Linked DNA regions of Mus musculus: regions 1 and 3 are each linked to region 2. Evidence: chromatin contacts called from public HiChIP or PLAC-seq and promoter capture Hi-C data. All regions are on one chromosome and are shown on one strand. The core of a region is the stretch at or near the end of the contact, and the rest is flanking DNA. Distances in the headings are between cores, read along the strand shown. Region 1 holds the start of Pkp2 (plakophilin 2). Region 2 holds the start of Slc7a4 (solute carrier family 7 (cationic amino acid transporter, y+ system), member 4). Region 3 holds the start of Septin5 (septin 5).

The links. Promoter capture Hi-C pulls out the DNA fragments that hold promoters and counts their contacts. HiChIP or PLAC-seq counts read pairs in DNA pulled down with a chosen protein or histone mark.
Region 1: an HNF4G HiChIP or PLAC-seq map of pancreatic cancer cells shows a contact between it and region 2. The contact joins the promoter of Pkp2 here to the promoter of Slc7a4 in region 2. A contact is called at or near these places in 1 of 39 promoter capture datasets (pre-B cells) and 1 of 115 datasets of contacts at active chromatin or transcription factors (pancreatic cancer cells).
Region 3: a contact with region 2 is called in a promoter capture Hi-C map of liver, with 3 times the contacts expected there. The contact joins the promoter of Septin5 here to the promoter of Slc7a4 in region 2. A contact is called at or near these places in 3 of 39 promoter capture datasets (hippocampal neurons and liver).

The regions. Positions count from the first base shown.
Region 1 is chr16:16,211,898-16,214,597 of GRCm38.p6, forward strand. It overlaps Pkp2 (plakophilin 2), which reads left to right and starts at 1,448. Exons shown (of 13, transcript NM_026163.2): 1 at 1,448-1,698. The coding sequence starts at 1,476.
Region 2 is chr16:17,575,369-17,578,068 of GRCm38.p6, forward strand. Slc7a4 (solute carrier family 7 (cationic amino acid transporter, y+ system), member 4) reads right to left here and starts at 1,303. Exons shown (of 5, transcript NM_144852.3): 1 at 1,272-1,303; 2 at 1-597. The coding sequence starts at 565. LOC115488657 (a long non-coding RNA gene) reads left to right here and starts at 511. Exons shown (of 2, transcript XR_003951946.1): 1 at 511-846; 2 at 1,046-1,389.
Region 3 is chr16:18,628,613-18,631,312 of GRCm38.p6, forward strand. It overlaps Septin5 (septin 5), which reads right to left and starts at 1,326. Exons shown (of 12, transcript NM_213614.2): 1 at 1,196-1,326; 2 at 1,039-1,049. The coding sequence starts at 1,238.

The DNA.
Region 1 (2,700 bases), core at 198-2,697, 1.4 Mb before region 2:
AACTTTTAAAAAGTGATTTGACAAGAAACAGGAAAGTGAAGTTACACTTCCTAAGATAAATAAGAGAAATTTCCTGTTTGTCTCTTGCTGAAGAAAGCAGAATGGGACCTTACCAATCATAGTTCTCCAGGTACAGAAGCCAGAGTGAGTCCTGGCCCTGCAGAAGCAGGCGCTGCAGTTATCTTTTAAAGCAACAGACCTGGGACTTTCAGAAGGAGCTAGGAGATAGATGAAGGGAAACAGGTTGCTTACAAGGGGCTGGTGACAGGATTTGTTGCTGTAATTTAACCGTCATAACATTCTTGTTTTCGGTAAGCTCTCAGCATCACATCTGTACATTATTTACACCTGACTTGGCAAGCCAAGCTTTTGGGCACAATTTACCTAAAGACTGGCCCAGTTGCTTTTGCTGACCTCATAGCTCCCACCTCCAGAGCTTTCCTTATGACCTTTGACTATGTGGCCTGTGGAGAAAGAGTGACTCGTCCCTGATTTCCTCGATGCTCGAAGGCAAAACAGGAAGCCACATTAACTGTTTAGTTAGGAACCGGGGAAGAAGAGAAGTTGTGTTCCCTAGCTGTTCCAACAAAGGTACAAACCCTAGCAACCAAAGGAAAAGACCCCACTTGATAACAAACATAGATGTTTTTCTTTTCTTCTCCCAAGTCTAAATACCAGTATGTGGAGAGTAGCATCGGTTGTCAACTTTAAGTTCAAGGACCCTTCTGTTGAGCTTAGCTCTTGTTCTTAGCCCAATTGCATGTGAAGCATAGTTAATAGCATGATAAACTCAAGTTCGGGAGATTTAAGTGAGAAACCTCGTTCATGAGTTCCCCTGCAAAGAGCTTGTCATAAAGAGGGCTTAGTCAACGTTAGAAGAGCTATTAAAACTGAGTATTAAAAGTCATCTTTTCTCTGGGCCTCTTATTGGAGTTTCTCTGTGTGGGCATGTTCCTTAAGAAGGAAGTGGGTGGACAAGAGCGCACTGGGTACAATTTGTGTATTTGCAAGAGCAAGCAGAGGCTTTCACTGAGGGAGAACATATGTTTCTGGGGCTCCATCTGTACAAAAAGCTCGGCGTCCTGAAGTACTACGGATAAAAAAAAAAACCTTTAAAATACGTCTATTTCATACATGTTTCATTATCTGTGAACGTTTGGAACAGTGTAACTGACCCTAACTAACTAGATGTGCTACTCACAGCAGAAGTTCCCAGCTGCACCTGTCCTAAGGGCAGCTCCTCCCACAATCCTTCGCGAGCCGAGAATACGTGGGGGCCTCAGAGGACGTGCTCGCCCCGGGCGGAGTGCGCCTGCTTTGCAGGAGCCACGCCCCTGTCCCCTAAGGGCCTGGGTCCTACGGGGCGGGGCGGGGCGGGGCGGGGCGGGGCGGGGCGGGGTTTGCTGCCGGTCCCCACGCCTCTGCGGCTTTGCGGGCAGGTCCTGGCAGTCCCTCCTGGTCACTCCGCCGACGCGATGGCCGTCCCCGGCTCACTGGCCGAGTGTGGCTACATCCGGACTGTGCTGGGCCAGCAGATCCTGGGTCACCTGGACAGCTCCAGCCTGGCCTTGCCCTCCGAGGCCAGACTGAGGCTGGCCGGCAGCAGCGGCCGCGGCGACCCGGCGGCCCGGAGCCAGCGGATCCAGGAGCAGGTGCAGCAGACCCTGGCCCGCCGGGGCCGGAGCTCTGCGGTCAGCGGTGAGTCGAACCCCACCCGCCGTGCTAGTCGTAGGTCTCCCCGGTGCGAACCGGTGTCCGCCCGCCCACCTGTTGCTCACCTTACCTTTTCCGGCTCGTGGTTGGTCGCTTTGGACACGCTTCCTCCCTAACCTTTGGTTCTGGTCTACCTTATTCGTTTGTTAATTACACAATTGTCTGTATTAAAGAATTCGATCGGTTTCACCCTTCGCCGCTCGCTCCGGGTTCTCTCCCTGAGATTCTAAAAAACACTTTGAAATTTTATGCAGACTTTGGTATGCAAGATTGATCTTCTGGAATAAGGCGCTTTGGGCTTTTATTGAGATGTTTTAGAGTTTACGACTCTCTATAAATATTTTTAGAAAGAAACCTTCAAAGCCCTGCGGTTCCTCCATCCTCTAAATTGAGGTTACCTCGTCCAAGTGCTCCACTCCGTATCTGCGACTAAACAAATTGAGCAAGTCGGCTTTGGGTCTGGGAGCAACCTGAACACCCTGCGGAGGATAAGGAGGAAGGAGACTTTGGCCAGGCTGAAGGTAGCCCCGCCTGCCCACCTCACACCCACACACCAGAACCAACAGATGCGTGGGTGCAGAACCGCCCTCATTAAAAAAAAAAAAATCAACCCCCCACCACACAGACTAGTTGACAGAAGTGTGGTTGATCAGAAAGATCAGAAGCTCTGGTAAATGTGATTACCATTAAGAATAATAATGCTTCCGTGCCAGCATGTGGATTTCAAATAGCAGAGTCTGGGAGGCTGTCCGCTTTTCAGTTTGTCTAAAGGTTAGGGCAGTTGATGTTTGCATACTTGAAAAGTAAAGAGGTGTTTAATGATTGCAAGCTCATGTAAGTGAGTGCCTGTAACGTCCCTAATTAGGCTATGTGGTTCGCACTTTATATTATCTTCTTAAAATGAACTGTGTATTTTTTTCCTTTCTCTTTCCATATGTGTAGATATAGATACGATTTTTAAGATGCAGCCTCAAACTTCCCGTCTCC
Region 2 (2,700 bases), core at 53-2,552:
GGGCTCCGCAGGAGACAAAGGCAGAAGCCACGAGTAAAATGCCAGCGGCCAGAAAATCTGGATAGTGAGCTAGGAAGGGCACCTGCCAGACGCCCAGGTGAGACTCCGTGAAGTTGCGAATGCTGTGGTTAAAGATGGCATCCAAATAGCCACTCCAGGCACGGGCTACAGCGGCACCTCCAATGAGGTATTCTAGAAGCACATTCCAGCCTATGAGGAATGCCCATATCTCCCCCATGGACACGTACGTGAATAGGTATGCTGAGCCAGTACGGGGCACACGGGCTCCAAACTCTGCATAGCATAGGGCCGCCAGCAGGGAGGCTACAGCGGCCACCAAAAAGGACAAGAGCACAGCGGGGCCAGCCATGTCCTTGGCCACTGTGCCTGTGAGCACATAGAGCCCAGATCCCACCATGCCACCCACACCCAGTAGAGTCAAGTCCAGTGTGGACAGGCAGCGCCGCAGTGATGTCTCCATGCTAGACTCTTCCAGTGGCTTCAGACGGTTCAGTTTCTGGCAGAAGCGTGCCAAACAGGCAGTACTGGGCAGTCCCCGGGCCATGGCAGACGGAGTACTGAACCAGTTTCTGGAACCTACTGGGGACAGACAGCGGGAATAACCAACCATCCTCCATTCTTTCATAGACAGCCCACCCCAGTCCTCGCCTCCTCTCCTTAGGAGCCCAGGTCAGCTGCACCATGGACCTACTTTAGAAGGCTTGAATGGGACGCGTGTCAGGGACTGTGGGCAGAGGGATAGAACGCATGGAAGTCCTTCCTGTCAGCTTTCAGGGCAGTGGAACTGGCAGAGAGAAGCAGACCTGCAGCGGACCTGCGAACCAGGTAGGTGGTTCTGTGAGTGAGTGGGAGGTTGCTTAAGAACAGGCTTGGAACAGGCTGCACCACGAGCAAGAAGAAATGGGAGGCTTCCCTGGAGCAGTGCCAGGTTGTCAGGACCCGGAACAGGAGCCGCTCCTGCAGCCGGGAACGTGGCCAAAGGGACATGGCCTCAGAGAAAAGCGATCACCCCCTCTTCTGCCAGGTTGGAGGAACAGCTCACCTGAAGCCAGGAGGCCAGAGCTGCAAGGGCCCCGATTCCCGATTCCCGGATGTGAAAGCTGTGGTGCACCTCCCCTCGCCATATGCTCCGCAGCCACAGCTGCTGAGGCTAGCTGCCTCCGCCATGTCCCTGTGCCCCTAGACGCCCAAGCCTTCTCTTGCATTTACGTTCCCGCAGCAGCGGTCCCTCCAGACCCGCTATGACCCACCTGCTGTCGCCGTCGCTGCCACCGTGCGCACTGCGCCTGCCCCACTAGTTTACAACGCCTGCGTGCAGGGCCCGCCCCTCGCTGCCAGGCGCCAGATAAACCCGAGCCTCACGACTCACATCACTGGTTGGGTTCTGTACAGGGTCCCCGCACCGCACCACGTCACGTATCAGAATAACCCTCTAAGCGAGTAAACTTCCAACATCGAGACTAGAGCTGACCTGGGTCCTAGGGCTTACTCCACATTTCATCCACCTCCCTAGGTGAGGAAGCCTGCTCGACTAACCTGCTGAGCCCCTTCTCTGGGTCCAGGTTGGGGGTAGAGCCAAGCCTGATACCGCCCCAGAGCAATTACTCTCCTTGATCTCCCTCCACCCCAACACAACTACAATTGGAAAACGTCCAGGTCCCCACCACGGAGCCTGCAAATGTCCAGCACAGTGAGATGAAGACAGGGGTCTGGCAGAGTGACCCTGGCACTCTAAACCTCAGTGGAGTGGCAGTAAGCACCTTGCACACTAGGCTAGAGAGGGCAGCCTTCCGGACGTGTTCTGTGAATTGGCAGAATTTACAAAGCTATTGTCTGTCTGGTAGTGTCCCATAAAAGGACAGTAGCCAGCATCAGAAGACAGCTTGCAACTCTACAGCAGGACTGCCACTTAGGCCCTCAAATATCAGTGACAGCCTCAGAGCACCTGACAGGACCTGGACATTCTTAAAGGACTCTCCATTCATGATAGCCAGCAGCTCTCCGCATTTGTCACCAGCGTTCCCGCCATCAGGGTGCCTGGGTCAGCTACGGCATAAAATCTCCAGAGTCCGCTTATGCTTAGCTCTGAGGAATCTTTTCTCTCTCTCTTCTTCTCAGATTGAAAACAAAGGTGGCAGCTAGGTAGGGTGACCTATGCCTGTAATTCTGGCACTTGGAGGATCAAAAGATTGAAGACCATGTATAAGTATGTATACATAGTTTTCATATATGTATGTGTGGCAATACATATGTGGTGAGGTGCTGACTTGTTGACAGCAAGACAATAGCCCAGCAAAGCCAAGTCGGGCAAAACCGAGGTAGGCATGTTTCTCCCAGAACTTTATATATTTGACCTACAATACATATCTAATGTAGTTAGTATGTATATGCAATAAAATAAACATACAACTATATAATATATACTTGATTATATATGATGATAGAGTGATATAAATACACCACTAAAAATCTATATTTCATACACACAAATATTCAAATTTATGGATGATTACTGGAAACTTAGGATGCAGTCTGCATGACTCATTCAGATGAGGACAAAGCGGTTGGGTGACATTCCAGATACACAGGGACACTTGGAACACTGTGACCTCCTGATAGCCAACATCATCTGAAGGTGCTGCTGCTGTTTAGCGCACTCCCCCATCTCCTCGCCCTCAC
Region 3 (2,700 bases), core at 76-2,575, 1.1 Mb after region 2:
CTAGCCTCTGGCCCCCCTCTCCCTTACACAATAGCATGTGTCCCCATCGGGCTTTGTCTGGCTTACTGGGATGGGGAGGCAGTTCTCCTGGGGGAGCCCCTCCCAGTGAGTCTCATCAGCCTTGGGCGGGGCATGTCCCTGCCAGGAGACTGTGACTCTCCGGCTCACCCCATCTGCCAGCTGCTTTTGCTCTGTCTGATGATGTACTCTGGTCTAGTACTCTGGAGTCCAATGCTAGGCGAGAACACCCATCCCCAGCAAGGCTTGCTGAAGCCTTCTGGTGTCAGAATTGGGCCTCCCCCACCCCATCTTCAAACAGGGCCTAGCTCAAGCCACAGAGGACATCCCTTTGGTCACCCACTTCCACAGCACTCTGGTTTCACAACCCTCAGCTCCTTTGGATTTTCACAGGTTACCCGGTAGGCTGGTACTTTCCCTGGGGTGGGGAAATCAGGCTAGCCCCCCTCTGGAAGGCCACAGCCTGGCTGTACTCAAGGTTTGGAGGGCTAGTGCTAGGATGACTCAGATGGGGAGCCTTGCAAGTTCCAGGTCTTGGAAGATGCTCTGCCAAAGACTAGTGAGCATAAATTTAGGCACAGAAGAGAGACACCCAAAGGTGCATGGGCATGAAGCAGAGGCCCCATGGTATTGCTCAGGAGACTGGTGGGCCCCCCCCCCCATTCCTGGCCTGTCATAACTACAGCCTCACCCAGGACCCCCAGCACGAGGCCTTCCGGTCAGGTTAAAAAGGGGATGCTGGCCCTGGACTAGAGGAGAGAGGCCCTTATCCCAGCCTCCCTTTCTGGGGAGGTGCCTAGGCCGCTGCTATACAGGTCAGGGAACCAAGCGCAGTGCCTACACTTCCCCTCCGTAGCCCCAGGAGCAGCGGCGCTGCCCCTACAGACAATCGATTAACGCCAAAGGACTGGGTGACGGCCGGCGGGGGCGGGGTCACGCCTGGGCGCCACCAGCATCGGTGCCACAATGGGTGACAGCCGGTCCGATCTCACCACCGGCCGAGCGGCGCAACGCCAGTACCTGTTTGTCCTCTGCATGGTCCGGGTCGTGATCCGGGTCCGGGCGGGTCCGGGAGGGTCCGGGCCGGCGGGCAGGGGAGAGACGGAGACAGACGGTGAGAGGCGGGCGGGCGGCGGGGACAAAGGAGCGCGGGCACGCGGACAGGCTCTGGGCTCACCTGGGGTCGCCAGCTTGCTTTTGTACCGCAGTCCTGTGCTCATGGTGGCCGCCGGCGGGGGACGTGTGGCGGCGGGCGCGCGGGCGGGGCGCGGCGACCAGCGGTGGAGGCCGAGGCCGGCTGAGGGGTGACCCGCCCCTCCGCGCCGCCACCACCCGCCCCGCCCGCGCGCCCGCCAGCCAATCGGCGCCCGCCGCGCCCACGCGCGACCCGGAGAGGCCGGTGGGGGCGGGGACTGAGGCGTCCCGCTGTGGTTCCCCCCAGGCCTTTGGTTCTCCCGGCCGCGCGAGTGCAGCCGGGCTATTCCCACGGCTTCGTCCGGAACGCCCCCTCCCCTTCCTGTCATCTAGCCCAGGCCTAGACTCTGTTCTCCCTTGGCTGTCGCTGGAAGCCGGTTGGTTCCTGGGCCTCTGACCTTCCATCGAGTGGCCATTCTATAAAGCATGTCCCAGGACTGTGCTTCATGCAGCCGATGAATGAGTTCAGGTGATATAAAGACCCCTTTTTCACCCCATCAAGAAGCATTTGGAAGGGGCAGACCTGGAGCCCTACCCTTGGTACATTGAGCACAAGTCCAGAACCCGAGCTCTCCTGCAGTCTGCTGGGTGCTAGGCATTCTACACTGGACACACACAAACGCCTGGGCAAGATGGAAAGCACACGGCAGGCAGGGTGTGGTTGTAAGATGGGAGTACTTGAGGTGTATGGCTAGAAGGACACAATCCGAAGGCCACCTTAGCCCTCCTTGCTCCAGCTCTGGTCCCGGTTTTCTGTGATCTGTGCTCTCCCCAGCTACCCCCCTGGAGAGGGGTTGAAGGGGGCTGAGGGACACATAAAGACAAGTCCATGCTCAGAGCCACATTTATGCATGAAGATGCTGTGACTCTGAATCTTCAAAAAGTTGATAGGACTAAGTGACCCACGGTGTGAATAACTTCTGTGTTACTGTCACATCCCAGGTGGTGGCTTAAACCTCACCAGAGAGTCTGTGACCAGGGTAGGGATGTTCCATTGTCCAAATCTTTCTTCTACAGCCTAAGGATCAGATGGGGCATATGACACACTGTGGTGCATCTTTGGGATCTAGAGAGGGCACTCACACGTGATCAAGTGCTAATCATTTTGTGTATAAAACAATGTAGAAGTAAAAGTGTCTACACATCTCTTAGGTTTGGCTTCACCAGTGACTTTTTTCATGGCGTTCTTGGGGGAATTTGGAACTCTGTTAGAGGAATATGTGCAGTCTGAGGCAGGGACAGAAACACAATGTCAGGACTTCTGAGCTTGCCAGTTCTGAGTCTGGAGAAACCCACGAAGGAAAGCTAGGACATTAAGCCTGAGCTGACTGTTACTGTCACTCCAACGGCAGAAACAAAGTGGGGGGAAAAGGAAGTATCTTCCCTGGGGCACTGATGGGAGGGACACTCCTGGTCTCCTCTAGTTAGGGGGTTGTGCTTGGCTGCCTTGGCCCGGAGGGAAGTGTAGGAGAGGGGAAAGAAGCTTGT